2 separate regions of the Capra hircus genome follow, and region 2 is linked to region 1. A link is a contact called in public Hi-C data. All regions are on one chromosome and are shown on one strand. Each heading gives the region's core, a stretch centred on a gene start, on an enhancer-like site or on the middle of the called end of the contact. The rest is flanking DNA. Distances are from core to core; before and after follow the strand shown. Region 1 overlaps ERN1 (serine/threonine-protein kinase/endoribonuclease IRE1). Region 2 holds the start of ERN1 (serine/threonine-protein kinase/endoribonuclease IRE1).

Region 1 (7,395 bases), core at 3,349-5,848:
TCCCATGACGTGATGGGACCGGATGCCATGATCTTCGTTTTCTGAATGTTGAGCTTTAAGCTAACATTTTCACTCTCCTTTTTCACTTTCATCAAGAGGCTTTTTAGTTCCTCTTCACTTTCTGCCATAAGGGTGGTGTCATCTGCATATCTGAGGTTATTGATATTTCTCCTGGCAATCTTGATTCCAGCTTGTGTTTCTTCCAGTCCAGCGTTTCTCATGATGTACTCTGCATATAAGTTAAATAAGCAGGGTGACAATATACAGCCTTGACGTACTCCTTTTCCTATTTGGAACCAGTCTATTGCTCCATGTCCAGTTCTAACTGTTGCTTCCTGACCTGCATACAGGTTTCTCAAGAGGCAGGTCAGGGGGTCTGGTGTTCCTGTCTCTTTCAGTCTTAATACCAGACAAATGCCTGCCAGAGTATTTTAATGGAGTTTCAGAGGACTCTTTGCTCAAGATGGAACGATTATATAGGAAAATCTCCATGACAGCCATCTCTGAGTGTTAGATTAAGGGTATTGTTTAATTTTCTTTTTAAACTTTTGTTTTCTAGGTGTTTAATAACAAATATGCTAGGCTTTACTCAGATCAAAATCAGATCCAGATTTTAGGGCCCTGATCCCCCTCCAACCTGGCTGCCTCCAGAGACGAGGGACAACTCAGCACGTTCCAGAATCTTAAACGTCCACGTGATTTTCTTTCCGTTTCCCTCTGGATAAAAATCTAAATCTCTAACGTGAATTTGATATGATCACAGCCCTCCCCCCACATCAGCCAGTTACTCCCCTCTTTCTCTGGCCCTGCCCACAGGCCCTTCTCAGTCATAGGACCCCCACCGGCAGGGCTGCAGTATCCACCAAGCCCGAATGGCCTCTGGACCCCGACCCCCAGCTCCCACCCTCCTGCAGCCTCCACACCTGCTCTGTGCCCCAGAGGCTATGCACATGGGTGAGGCGATGGTCTCCCCGCTCCCTGGCTTCCACCAGCAGATGAGATGGGGCTGGAGTTCTGTGGGGCTGCCCAGTGTCTTTGCTGGAGCTCCAGGCTCCACTCCCTCCCCACTGGCTTCAGGCTCAAGTATGCCCTGAGCACCCCAGAACTGCCCATGGAGTGAAGGAAATCCCCCTGGAGTCATCCTAGTTTGGGTGGTCGTCTGCTTCTGGCTGAGACCCTGAAAGCAGGCTTCATTTCCCCGGGCTCAGGAGGGCGACCTGGGCCGAGTCGGGCGGGCTTCCCGAGTGCCCACACCCACTCAGCAGGCGCCCTGGGTACCTGCCAGACCGAGAGGCCAGAGCAGGCCAGGCCTGGCCAGAGAGCACCTCAGTCTCCCACCTGCTCTCTTGGCCAGCTCTCCCCTCACTGCCCGGCCTAGAGCACGGCTCCTGTGCAGTCACCTGACCATGTCTCCCACGGCTGCCTGCCGGGCATCCTACAATCCCATCAGGCTGTCTCCTCAGCCCCAGAGACGGACGCACAGGGTTAACCCTGCTCCGGGCCTGCTCCGGGCCTGCACCTCCACCTGCGTCCCTCCAGCGCGCCCACCGCCTCTCCCACAGGCCCCCTCCCACTGTCGGCCCTCAGCACTTTGCTGTGGATTCTCCTGTACCCCTGCCCCTCCTGAGTGGACTGCAGGCCCTAAAGGCAGGACAAATGCCTTATTGCCCAGCCTCTGACTCGGGGCCCGGTGACCAACTGTCCACGTCCCCACTCACCTTCTCAAAGCTCTTCTTCTCCGAGTCGGCAGGAATCACGTTCTCCCGGTGTTTGGGCAGGTTGTTGGGGAAGCGCTCCAGCATTTTGGTGGACGCCGACAGTGGGGTTTCGTGGTGTCCTGCAAGAGGAAGCATGGCCTCTAATGAGAATGGTTTCCCCACGTGGTGGTCGCACTTGACACTCAACTGAGACATCAGTTGCCACCCAGAGAGGGGCCTGTGATGCAAGTGCTCACGTGTGTAAAGGCAGAGAAGGTGAGAGCTAGGGACTGGAGGAACTCCACCAAGACAGAGCTTTTACCTTCGAAGGCCATGAATGCAGTATTCTGAATCTCACAATAAGGAGCAAAGATGTGGCCCTGTCATGAGAAGGACTGCGATGTCCAGGACACACTCAGAGCAAGGCACAAGTGTGTGCACGCGCGCGAGTGTGTGCTCAGTTATGTCCAACTCTTTATAATCCCATGGACTACAGCCCGCCAGGTTCCTCTGTCCATGGGATTCTCCAGGCAAGAATACCTGGATTCTTGGATTGCCATTCCCTTCTCCAGGGGATCTTCCTGACTCAAGGATTGAACTCGGGTCTCCTGCATTGCAGGTGGGTTCTTTACCATCTGAGCCCCAGGGAAACCCCCAAGGACTAGTCTGAGCTATGTATACTTCTCATTTGGAGAAATCCCCTTGAACTCTCCCTCTAGGTCAGTTCTCTATCTACACCGTCAACACTGCTTATTAAGGGAAGCCTAGGTTTGTTTTGAGACATCAAGTTCCCCTCATCTTTCAAGGAACACCGAGATGCAGGATTTCCTGAACGGGCTGCCTGCTTCAGACCTCTGACTCACACTTGCCAGTGGGGCCCAGGGATCTGACCCGGGAGTGTCTCCAGGTACCTCTGAGGCTCGGGAACAGGAGACCCTCAAGCTAAGAGGAGTGAGGCTGCCCCTCCACACATGCCACCCTGTGCTATGGCGCTCTGCCTGCTGCTCTCCTGGTTCCAAGCCCTGCCCCTTGGCCGGGCACCTCCCAACACACTGGTGAGCCCAAATCCCCTCTTCTGCCCACAGGCCTTATAAACAGGCCTTCCCCTAGCGGAGCCTTTAGCAGCATCATGGAGGGCACTCTGAACCCGTTGTGCTACAACCGTGACTGTGAGATCCTGAAACACTTCTGCGCAAACAAGACCTGGTCTTCTGTTTTTCCAAAAGAGCCATGAAGCCTTTTTTTCTGGATCTTTCATGGTCTCATATACATATTTCCTCAGTTTCCAGTCGCTTTTCTTAATTTCACCTCTGGCTGGGCTGGGTCTTTGCTGCTACACTTGGGCTTTCTCTAGCTGTGGGACCAGAGGCAGTGTGTGGGCTTCTCCCGGGATGGGTTCTCCTGCTGCAGAGTACAGGCCCTAAGCGCAGGGCCCTAGCAGCTGTGGCTCGTGGGTTTAGCGGCCCCGACGTACGTGGGGTCTTTCTGGGGCAGGGGTCAAACCCGTGTCCCCTGCATTAGCAGGCAGATTCTCAACCACTGGACCCACAGGGAAGCCCAGTTTCCAATAATTTTTTCATTCTTAACCACTGGTAGACAGTCAATGCAACCCGTAACTGCTACATAAAACCAAGTGGCCCTGTGATTTTAACGGCCTCTGCCCATCAGTTCTTTTTTTCCTCTGCTTTGGGCCCATTCACAACATGCTTTCCAAACTACATCTGTTCAGGAAAAAGGGTAGAATTATTTTGTTATCTCCTATGCTCATTATTTGGTAAAAATAATAACCAGAAGAAGAATGGAACAAGGAGTCAGGATGAACAAAGAACAGCAAGGCCTGGACGACGGCAAAGGGACCCATGGGGGCTCTAGGACATCTCGCTCCCTCTCTGTGATGCCCAGTTACGCCCCTTTGGTGTGTAAAGGGAGAGATGACACCCGAAGGCAGCGAGTGTGACCAAAGAAGGCAGAGGTGACAGAAGCTGCGTCTCTGGCGGGCGTCCCAAGTAACTAGCGTAACCCCCACCCAGATGCCACTGCCTGGCTGCCTCTCGGGTGTGCAGGCTCCTCGGCGGCTCCACCTCCCGTTCCCGGCACCCCAGGCCTAACCTCTCTCTGCTCTGGCCCCAGCCCGCACGAGCGCTAGGGGAGAACGGTGGGGAGAAAGCTCATCAGCCTCTGTACTGCACTCCCTCTAGGGCTTGGAGATGGCAGGATCGGGGAGTAGATGCCACACAGGAAGGGCAAATCCGATTAAGAAAACTCCGTCTTGCTCTAGTTACTTGGGATGCTCGCCAACAGCTCCTGTCACCTCTGCCGTCCTCACAGGGGCCTCCAGCCTGGGGACCAGCAGGGATGGCAGCAGAAATAGAAGAGAAGGGGAAAGGGGCCATCCCACACCCCCGGGACTTCTGCCTGCTGCGGCTCCTGGACCTCAGTCCAGCCTCTGACTCTCTTCCAGCCTCAGTCCCTCCTGGGTCTTCAACTCACTCATTCCTCTCCCACTCCCCCCTGGTCGCCCACACCAACTCCCAAGTGAATTCTTCCACAAAGGATGCCTGCTTCCTTGACTCTTAACTGGATATAACAAGGGTGCTGACCTTGCAAAGGGGTCATTTGTGGGAAATAAGGAAATACTCGAAAGTGCCTGGCACAGACATCCAACATGCGTCAGATCACTGCACAGAGCTTGTAATATTTAGTACTGGGATTTTGGAACATTAGTCAAATGATTTCTGAGAACTGACTTGGTAATACAGCTAGACTGTTTTGTTTTCCTTGGGGTTAAAATAGTCCACGGTCTGAAAAACCAACGTGGACAGGCTCGGAGCACAGAGCTGAGGGCTGTGACTGGTAATGTTGTCTCTTGGCCACAAGGAGGCAGCAGGTCATCGTCGGCGCCCCGAGGAGCTGACTTACCAATGAGCAGCCAGTAGTTCCGCAGGTAGTTGAGCTTGCTCTTTCCTTTGAGCCTGGGGTCGAACTTCAGGTCCGTGCTGGGCGTGATCACACACTCCCCTTTGTCCCCGATGGTGACACCGTCGGTCTGGGGGCCTTCCAGCAAAGGAAGGGTGCTGCCCCGGGGCTGTGAAGACAGACCGGAGTGGGGCTAGGGGTGGCCGGTAGGACAGCAGTATTCCCGTGCAAGGCTGGTTGGGAAGGCAGTTCAGTTCAGCCGCTCAGTTGTATCCAACTCTTTCTGACCCCATGGACTGCAGCACGCCAGGCTTCCCTGTCCATCACCAACTCTGGGAAGGCGGAGCAGGACTCAAAGGCCCCAAGATGGGGCAGGAGCAGCCCTTCCCCCAGGGTGTGACAACGCTGCCCTGATGTCTTTTAAAATTTGGCTGTCTTTCTATTTATTTATTTACTTATTTATGCCACACTGTGCGGCATGTGGGATCTTAGTTCCTGGGCCAGGGATCGAACCTGTTCCCCTGCAGGGGAAGTATGGAGTCGTAACCACTGGGACTCCAGGGAAGTTCCTTGGACGTCTTTTGAAATGCGGACATCTCTCTAAATCTGGGAACAGGGAAACAGGAAGGGTGTGTGTGGAATTCCACGAGGGTACTGTGAGAAGCAGATATAACTGATGGAATTCACACATGGTACAAGTGACCGGGGTGCGAATGTTCCAGCTGCGAGCCCAGTGCTGGCTCGGGCACCACTGGACCCTGGCAGGCCCTGCCCTGAGCAGCTGACAGACTCGCTGGGAAGACAGGAGACACCAACCAAACAGCTCAAACACCGTAAGGACCAAAACAGCAGCCCGGACGGTGATGCCTCAGACTCTCAGAGACAGGGCGCTTGAGGCGACCTGGCAAGGCTGGAGGAGGCTGGACCAGTCACCAAAGGACGCCCAGGATTTAAGGAGGAAAAGGGAAGACAGGAGTACAATCCAAGTGTGAGGCGCAGCCCGAAGAAGGGCTGAGAAAGATGGACTGGAAACTCTCGGAACTCAGGGAGGAGAGGGGCAGTGCAGCCCCCACCGTGACACCAGCTGTGGGGTGGACGGGCACTGCGGGGTGGGCCTGCGGGGGGCCTGAACCCCAGCTGGGGAGTCTAGACTGGAATCCAAACGCCAAGGGGAGCAACCGGGGCTTCCCAGGCCCAGGCGGCTGCCTCAGTCACAAGACTCTGCTCATGAGGCAGAACGCGGCACGTGCACAAATTATCTCTGAGGATTTAGGATGCGTGTCTTGTGTCCTTAACAGGATGTTGGCGTATCATTCAGCTGTTCTTTGCTGAAATGGAACAGGAGTGCGTTGAGGTTGCCTCCGTGAGCCCCACCCCCCAGCCCCCAGAGTGGACTTACCACAACGGCGACGCCCTCGTGTACCATCGAGGGGGAGGCATAGAGGCTGGTGGAGTATTTCCCCACATACAGGGTGGGCCTAGGAGACAAACAGACACGTGCAGGCCACTGTCATTTGATCTCTGGACCCACCAAAGGGGGCTTTCAGGAGAGAGTCACAGCCCTGACTACCACCCCCAGGAAGAGGCACACGAAGCCCCAAGCTCTGAGCGTGGAGAGGGTGGGAGGCAAGGGAACTGCCCTGGGCCCGAGGAGAGCGGGACCACGAGCCCTGATGTCACTGATGCCTTTGCCGGGCCACCTGCCTGCAGCCCGGGTTTCCTCAATTGCAGGTGGCGGGCCTGCACCGGCCCATCCCTGCTTCTGCCCTCAGAAGGGACCCTGAGCAATGATCACCCGGGAGAGACTGAGGCTGGAAGGCATGCAGCCACCCCACAGCCTCTAAGTCGGCCCAGCCAGCATACTTTGATGACTGACAGGCCACCAGAATCCCCACCATGATGGCTTGTGGACGCCTAAAGATTCTAGAGGTTCTACAGAAGCCTGGAGAAAAGTCTTATCTGAATGCTTGAAGCAAAGGGGCTGCACAGGAAATTCCAACTGGGTGAGGCTTCTGGTGGGTGGCCTGTCCCTGTCGGGGGCACTGAGGAGGCGAGGGGACCTGGCTTTTGTCTGCGGTCGTCACGAGTGTGAAAACACGAGGCTGCACGTCCAGACCCTGCTAACTCGGGTTACTATCAACAGCCAGTCTTGGGGGTGGGTCACCCACTAAATTCTCTAAACCTCTCTCAACAAACATCTTATCTGAACAGTGCTATGAACTCAGAGAACATTTCATGCTCACTTGATCATCTCCACGGCTCAGGAAAATGGGAAACAGAGGCTCAGCAAGGCTAAGTGACGGGGTTACAGGCTGTTCACAGGCGGGGGTGGAGAAACAGGCCTGAGTCTTAGACACACACATACCCTAACACTTTTTTTCCTGATTTTTAAAGCAAATACAACTGACAAAAAATTTTTGGAAAATGCAGAAAGCTAAAAACTAACTAGCCTTCCCCGTGCTCCCACCACCAGAGAGAGGTTTGATGGCGCTGCAGCTGCACTGGCAGTGTCTTTCCTGTGTCCTTCCATAATTTTGACTTCCCCAGTGGCTCAGCGGGTGAAAAATCTGCTTGCAGTGCAGGAGATACAGGAGATGTGGGTTCGATCCCTGGGTTGGGAAGACCCCCGGAGAAGGAAATGGCAACCCGCTCCAGTATTCCTGCCCGGGAAATCCCATGGACAGAGGAAGCTGGTGGGCTACAGGCCATGGGGTCACAAAGAGTTGGATGGGACTGAGTGACTAAGCACCCTAGCACCCATAGTTTCAATTTATTTAATGCT
Region 2 (7,395 bases), core at 1,263-3,762, 59 kb after region 1:
AGCATCAAAAAAATATCCCCTGCCCAGGCACTGTATAATATTTTAAAATGATGACTTACGAGTAAAAAACACCTTCTGGGGGATGGGATGGCAAGGAGAATTTACATTATTATCTAATGTGATCTGCCAGGTCTCATCACACATGTGAGTGTGTCAGCTGTCCCCATTTCACAGGTCAGGAAACAGAGTCTCAAAGACTCTGAGGACACAGCTACCAAGGGACGGGAAAGCACTCAGGTTTGTCTGATTTTACAGCTCTACATTCTGCACGGAACATCACTGCAGCCTAGTTTAACTGTAAACTCTGCATTTAGAACTTCAAAATAATAATTCCTGGATTCTCTGCTGGTGCAGTGGATAAGAGTCCACCTGCCGATGCAGGGAACACGGGTTCAATCCTGGTCTGAGAAGATCCCACGTGCCACAGAGCAGCTAAGCCCGTGTACCACCACTACTGAGCCAGTGCTCCGCAACAAGAGAAGCCACTGCAACGAGACGCTCGAGCACAGCAACGAAGACCCAGCACAGCCAAAAGTTAACTAAAGGAAAAAAAAGATTAAAAAAAAATAACAATTCCCACTATGTTTGGGGATCGAAATTTTTACGGGTAGGTGATTCTGGGAGTGAAATTCTGACCTTTTCCCTAAAGAGCTGTTACACTCAAGCATAACTTTTTGATAAAGGGTCTGAACTCTTTTACCAAGAACTCTGGGAATTTTGGATTCTCAATACAAGTTGGAAATATTTACATGAACTGAAACTATAGTCCCAGTTAAAGGCTACAGTTATTTTTGGTTCTTTAGCCAAAGTTTTTCAATAACTGAAACACTAGAATCCAGTGACAGAACAGTAAATGAAAAGAGGTGGCAGAGAAAACCAGATACACAGTGATGATATGGAATGATTGGTTTCCATGTCATACACTTTGGTCATTCTCTTTACCCTCTTTTTTGTGAACGGATGCCAGGCACCAATTATCCAATCCAAGATGAAATGTTCAAGTTCAAAACCTGACTCCTGTTGAGAAAGTGGATTTTTTTCCTCAACCAGAAGGAAAACTTAACTTCCATGACTTTTGCCGAGTGTGTACAAAAACAAAAAAAAGAACTTTAATTTGAAAAAAAATGGCCTCCTACTTCTTCAGCTATTTCCAAATTCTTGTTACCTACCCCAAGAGCACAGACTAGTATTTACCTAAAATACATAACCTCCAAAGAGTTCACGCTATGGCACTCAGGGACACACACGTCCATTCTTCACCTGAACACCTAGTACCTGATACACCATATTAAAGAGTACAAAGTAGAGGTCATTAAATAGAACCTGCTCCAGTGTGCCATGCCCACATCCTGAACAATACATTAAAAAAAAAAAAAAACACCTAAATTAGGTTCTTCTAACCAGAAGGGGGAAAAAAAAAGCCGAGTTTGTCCACAAAATGTCCTCCCAGCCAAGGTGTCCGAGTCCACAGCCTGACAGAAGGCCTGAAATCGTTAAATAAATGTAAACCAGGCTCTTCTCTACAGAGAAAAAAGAAAAAAAAAAAAAAAGATGAAAAGACGTTTCGGACAGCCCCGCGGTGTTCTCCCACGAGGAGACAGTCTGTCGTTTAAAGTTTAGGAGCAGCCTCACCGCTGTCCCATATGGGGTTTTTAAAAACGAGTCCCATTCCCACCGCTTAACCTGCTTTAAGGAAGTCTTGCTGCCCCCAAAGGAAGCCCGCTGCCTCCAATACCAAGAAACCTGCAAGGCAGGTAAGCAGAATCAAACTCTTGGGGAAAGAATGCTTAGCCACTTTCAGTGGCATTTGTTTTCCAAAGTTTTCGCATTTTGGAAAGTTCAAGTGAGGATTATAAACGCAAGACATTCCCTTCCCCTTGGCCACAGGGCCCTTCCTGCCCTCCCTCCGCGGCCACCGCCAGGCCAAGCCGGCTCCCACCTGTGGAAAGGGTCCGACAGGTGGGACGGCCTCCCAAGGGCCCCGGGCCTTCTGGACACCCTGAGGTGCCGCCAGGGCGACACAAAGTTGCGTCGGAGAGCACGCGGCCCGGGAGGCGCTGCTCGTGACAGCCGCGCCGGCCAGCGAGGCCCATGGGTGGCGGACGCCTTGGCGGGGCCGGCCGTGGCCGCCACTCGAGCCGGTCAGGAGGCCGCCTCTCCACGCCCAGCGTCGCCTCCGCCCCGGCGGGCGCACGGAGCCTGGGGCCGCCGCCGCCGCAAGCCGCCGCGTTCCCGGCTCGGACCCCAGCCCGTGCCGCGCTGTCCCCCACCCCAAGCTTCCCGGTCACTCACCCCGGGGCCGGGTAACAGCAATGCCAGCAGCAGCAATCGAACAAGCATGGCGAGGACTCGGCCTGGCTCCTGGCCGGCCGGCCGGCTCCAGGGGGGCGGTGCGGGCAGGCGGGCAGAGGACGGGGCGGGGGCGTCGCGACGACAGAGCGGCGGCGGCCGGGACTCAGGGGACGCAGCGCTGACTAGGCGGTGGCAGCACCCCCATTCCCGGCCCTATAAGTGCCGGGCGCCGGCGCTTCTTCCGGTCGGGGCGGGGCCGGAGGCGGGGCCGACCTAGAGGCGGGCCTGGGATTGGGCGGGGCCCTGGTTCGGGGCGGGGATTGGGCTGGTCTGGGCGGGGTTGTCGCGGGGGGCGGGGTTATAGGCGGTGCCAAAGGCCTCCAGCTGGCCCTGGGTCCCTTGGCCGCGGCGGCGGGAGAAGAGGAGCAGGCCTCTGTGTTGGGCATCTAGGGGAGCTGAGTGAACGAGGCAAAGAACTTGTCTGAGGCAAGTGGAGGCCGGTAACCCGGCCAAGTGGGCCCATTCCCTGCCCCAGGCGGTCCCACTGACCTCCGTCTAGGGACCCTCTGCGTCAGGCTGGATCAGGAAAGGCCAGGAGACAGGCGGTGCCTTGAGTCTAGAGCCCCGCCGTAGTGGGATCGTCGGTGGTCTCCTGAGCGAAGGCAGGCAGCTGGCAGGGGATTCCTGCAAACCCGACGTTTCTGCTCTGCGCGTGGCTATTGCTGAGTTCGCATCCCTGGTGCCCTCCACTTGCGCCTCAGTTAACCCAAAGGTCCTTTTCTTCCCTTTCTTTGCCCTCAGGAATTCCCCTTCAAATCATATCCAACAGCCACCAATTCCCTTTGGTATAACCATGGCCAAGTCATTGGCCAAAAATTACAAACAAAGAAACCATTTTTGGCTGCTGGTGTCATGTGTGTTTATGTGGCATTTGTAGATGTGACCTTGTGAAGCTTGACATGTGTCAAGCTTGGAGAAAGTGGGTTTGTTGAGGACTAGTACAAGGTCCATTTGAAGGCTATGGGCTCTTAGCCTCATTTAAAGAGCCTGGAAGCTGTTTGGTCACTGGGTCCCATGCTGCCCTCCACTTATATAGGTGAAAACTGGGAGAGAGGACATTGTAACAAGAGAGAGGTTGGAAACATATTTCTATATTCTAGGAGAAGAAGAAAACAAGGATAGTGACTTCTCTAATTTTTCTTGACTTGTTCATATGACAGTCCAAGATTTTTCAGGGTTTAGGGGAAACAAGTAAGCAATGCTAGGGAAAATAAAGAAGTAGTTGGGATTGTGTTCAATATCTTGTAATAACCTATAATGGAAAAGAATCTGAAGTACACACACACACATATGAATCACTTTGCTGTATACCTAAAACTAACACAACACTGTAAATCAACTGTACTTAAATTATTGTTGTTTAGTCACCCAGTCATGTCCAGCTCTTTGTGACCCATGGACTGCAGCACACCAGGCTTCCCTGGCCTTCACTATCTCCCAGAGTGTACTTCAGTTTAAAAAAAAAAAAAGTAGTGGAGGACTGACCAGATGTCTGGTCTGGATATATATGAGCCAATCGTATCTCATTTCAGCAAACAGAAATGCTCATAGCGGGACTTCCTTGGTGGTCCAGGGGCTAAGACCCTATGCTCCCGATGCATGGGGCTTGGGTTCGATCCTTGGTCAGGGAACCAGATCCCACGTTCTGCAACTAAGAATTTGCATGTAGCAACTAAAGATCCCGCATGCTACAACAAAGATCGAAGATCAAAGATCTGCAACCAAGACCTGGCGCAGCCAAATAAATAAATATTGGGGGGGAAAAAAAAAGGAAATGCTCTCAGTAAACTAAAATCCCATCAACAAAATTCCCCAACAATATTCCCCATTCCTCTTCACTTTCTGCCATAAGGGCGTGCTGTGATTCATGGGGTCACAAAGAGTCAGAAACGACTGAGCTGCTGAACTGAACTGATTCCCCATCCCCAACCTGATATGCCTGTCACAGTCGAGGGACTAAACGCTACTCATGTGGGAGAATCCAACACATCAGTTTAACGGAGGACCAATCTTGGTAACTAGACACATTTTAGTGTGTCTGTTACTAGACACACTAGAACACAGAGTAGACACATTTTTGAAAAGTGTTATCTGCATGTCAAAATGCAGATGGGGAGGTTTGGGATTGGGAAGAGATGTGCAGTAACAGAAGCTCCATCATTCCTGGAGACAGGGTGTCCAAGTGGCCAGGGAGGAGCCCACAGGAAGTGGGAGGAGCCCATGGAAAGTGGGAGGAGCTCTAATGATTATCTGTCCAGCTTGCAAGAGGACCACAGGATGTGTAAGACCACACCTGGCTTACCACCCTGGGCTTCCGATGTAAGACCACAGGGTTGAGTTAAAAGAGAAGCTTGACTGGATAATGCTGCTTTCACATCCCTTCTCTGGTGCTTTTTTCCTCTAATAGAGTAAATCCAGGAGGGGAACTTTCTGTGCTGGAACTCTGGAAGCCCTTTGACAATTGAAAATGTCACTGTGACCCTGTAAGCACAGTAGATAAAACACAAAGGGGAATGCTTACCTCAATCTGACTCATAAATCAATTTTAAAGATTTAATAAAGAAAAAAATCCATTCCAAGGAGACGGGTCCAGGTAGGTATATTTATCTTGTACTTGTTTGAACCAAATCTCCAGGCCATAATTGCACTGTTTTAGGTAATCCGAATTTCTTATGCACCAGTTTGATTTTTCGTATGCTTAATCAGTCCATCTGTCTTGTGCATGTCTCCACTTGATTGGCAACTCATACTGATAAGTTCTGGTTTTATTTATGGCAGCATTGCCCACAGTCTTGTTCAACAGTCAAGTATTGTTTCAGAGAGTTTTTTGCTTGTGATAAAGCAAAAGCTGGCATCGCTGATAAATAGACAGAGATGGAAATACTTCTATAGGGTGCCTTTGAAGTGGACCTGACCATAGAAAAGACCAGAAAATGGTCAGTAAATGACCTTTCTGGAAGTTGTATTAAATAGCATCCTCTACCCAAAGCAAAGGTCATGTTTTCAGGGTAAAAATAAGCCCTCTTTTTCCACCAAGGTTAAAATGTATGTTCAACATGTGACTTCCCTGGTGGTCCAGTGGTTAAAGAAGCCGCCTTGCAGTACAGGGAACATGGGTTCAATCCCTGATCTGGGAACTAAGATCCCACATGTTGCAGAGCAACTAAGCCGGTGTGCTACAACTAGTCAGTCCACATGCTGCAAGGCTCATGATGCACTGAAGATCCTACATGCCACAGTGAAGGCCTTTTTCAGCCAAATAAGTTAATAAATATATTTTCAACAAAAATTGGAGCAAGCAGGACCTGAATTTATCAGCAGGGGAGAGCTAGTGGTGGGAGAAACTGAGTTAAAATCTTCACTTCTCTCTAAATCAGCGGTTCCCAAACTTGGAGAGGTTTTCAAAAATAGATTTCCAACACCTTTTTATGCCTTCTTCCCCGCACTGATTCAGAATCTTCTGGGGTGGAGCCCTATGGGGTGGAGAGTGTGTGTTTTCCAGTTTCTACAGTTGAGAAGGGCAGCCAAGATCCTGGAATCCAGCTCACTCCTAATGTCCGGTGTTAATCCCTCTGGCCAGTAATTCCTTTTATTTATTTTAGCAAATTTCGCCCTCTAGTGGAAGAAATTACCACCCAGCCTGCAAAAGTTTGTGCTGAAACAAAGTTTCCATTCTATTTGAAACCCTCCAAAATTTCATTTAAACATGATTGTGAGGTTAGTTTGCAGACAGCTCTTTAGTGAGAGATTAGTTCCTTTTGAAGAAGACTTGAAAGGAAAATCTGGTAAAACCAGAAATGGAGGTCATGGTTGAAAGCTCCAGTACCATATCAAAGGAACAATGTCTTTATCAGAATAGACTCACTTTTCTTTTTTTCTTAATGATTTTCATGCTGCTACTGCTCCCAAACATACTTGCACTTACAGCAGACGTTGGTAGGGGGGTAGTTAAGAGATAAATAAAATGATGAAGCAAGACTCTCTGGTAGCAAGCTAAATGGGAAACTTTTTCAAAGCTGCTGTCACTGAGCAGTTTGGCAGTAAGGTAAATAGAAGTTTGGTTCTTCCTGTTCTGGGATTTGAAATGACTGTGACGCTCACTCTAAAAGAACCTCTTTTTACCACAGAGTCCAATCTACTGTGCACTTTTCTTGTATCACAAAAATAATTCTTTCTTATCCACAGTCAATATTTGCTGGCTGTTGGCTATTATTTTAAAATGTGCAAAAAACGCATGCATTATAGGACCAGCTCATGTTATCGGCAGTTCTACGAGGTAGCGTTTTTGGCCCCATTTTACAGATGATGCATTGGAATTTTAAAAGATTAACAGCCAGGTGGGTAACACACAGCTAGTAAGAGGCACAACTCAGATTTTTTTTTTTTTTCTTGGCTGCACTGTAAAGCATGTGAGATCTTAGTTTCAAACCAAGGATCAAACCCAAGTTCCCTATATTGGAAGACGGATTCTTAGCCACTGGACCCCCAGGTAAGTCCCAGCACAACAACAACAAAAAAGCATATTTTTAAAAAAGGAAGAAAGAAAAGAACTCAGCTATCAACATAACTTCGAAGAAGCCATAGCTGCTGCAGTGTTCCCCCTTCACCGGCGTTATTCTTGCCCGTCCCCCAGTGTTGTGACAAAGTCCCCATTGTGTGGCCCGTAAAGGTGGTTAAGCAGCAGCCCAGACTGCCACATCCCTGGAATACTATTAACAACCAGAAGTTTGTACAAATATGTGATGATAAAGGGCATTGCCTCCAATAACATGTGAGTCTCTCAACTGGGGGTTGGTTGTGCAAAAGCACGACCCACAAAAGTCACCGAGCAGCCACATGGGAGAGAAGAGTGGACTTTCCCGTGGGGTTTCTGCCCCGGGAGGGAGCTCAGCCCAGTCCTGTCTGATTATTCGTTCACTTGCCTCTGAGAGGTTGCATTATATGAACCACCCATTTGTGCTGAGTCTATATGCCACGATGGTGAAGCATCCATAGCGGTACCAGTGTGGGAGTTCAGTCGCTCAGCCGTCTCCCACTCTTTGA

Evidence for each region. Hi-C and Micro-C count contacts between places; a contact is called where the count stands out from the background.
Region 2: a contact with region 1 is called in a Hi-C map of blood, with 4 times the contacts expected there. The contact joins the promoter of ERN1 here to the enhancer-like site in region 1. A contact is called at or near these places in 4 of 5 Hi-C or Micro-C datasets (blood and liver).

What each region holds. Positions count from the first base shown.
Region 1 is chr19:47,901,368-47,908,762 of ARS1.2, forward strand. ERN1 (serine/threonine-protein kinase/endoribonuclease IRE1) reads right to left here. Exons shown (of 22, transcript XM_018065355.1): 9 at 6,013-6,091; 10 at 4,617-4,782; 11 at 1,719-1,837. Among named protein-coding and RNA genes, the nearest start is that of TRNAG-UCC, 49 kb to the right of the region's middle. Within about 2 kb of position 4,599, at least 2 of the 5 cell types and tissues checked have an H3K27ac peak or open chromatin away from gene starts, as enhancers often do.
Region 2 is chr19:47,962,471-47,969,865 of ARS1.2, forward strand. It overlaps ERN1 (serine/threonine-protein kinase/endoribonuclease IRE1), which reads right to left and starts at 2,513. Exons shown (of 22, transcript XM_018065355.1): 1 at 2,293-2,513. The coding sequence starts at 2,340.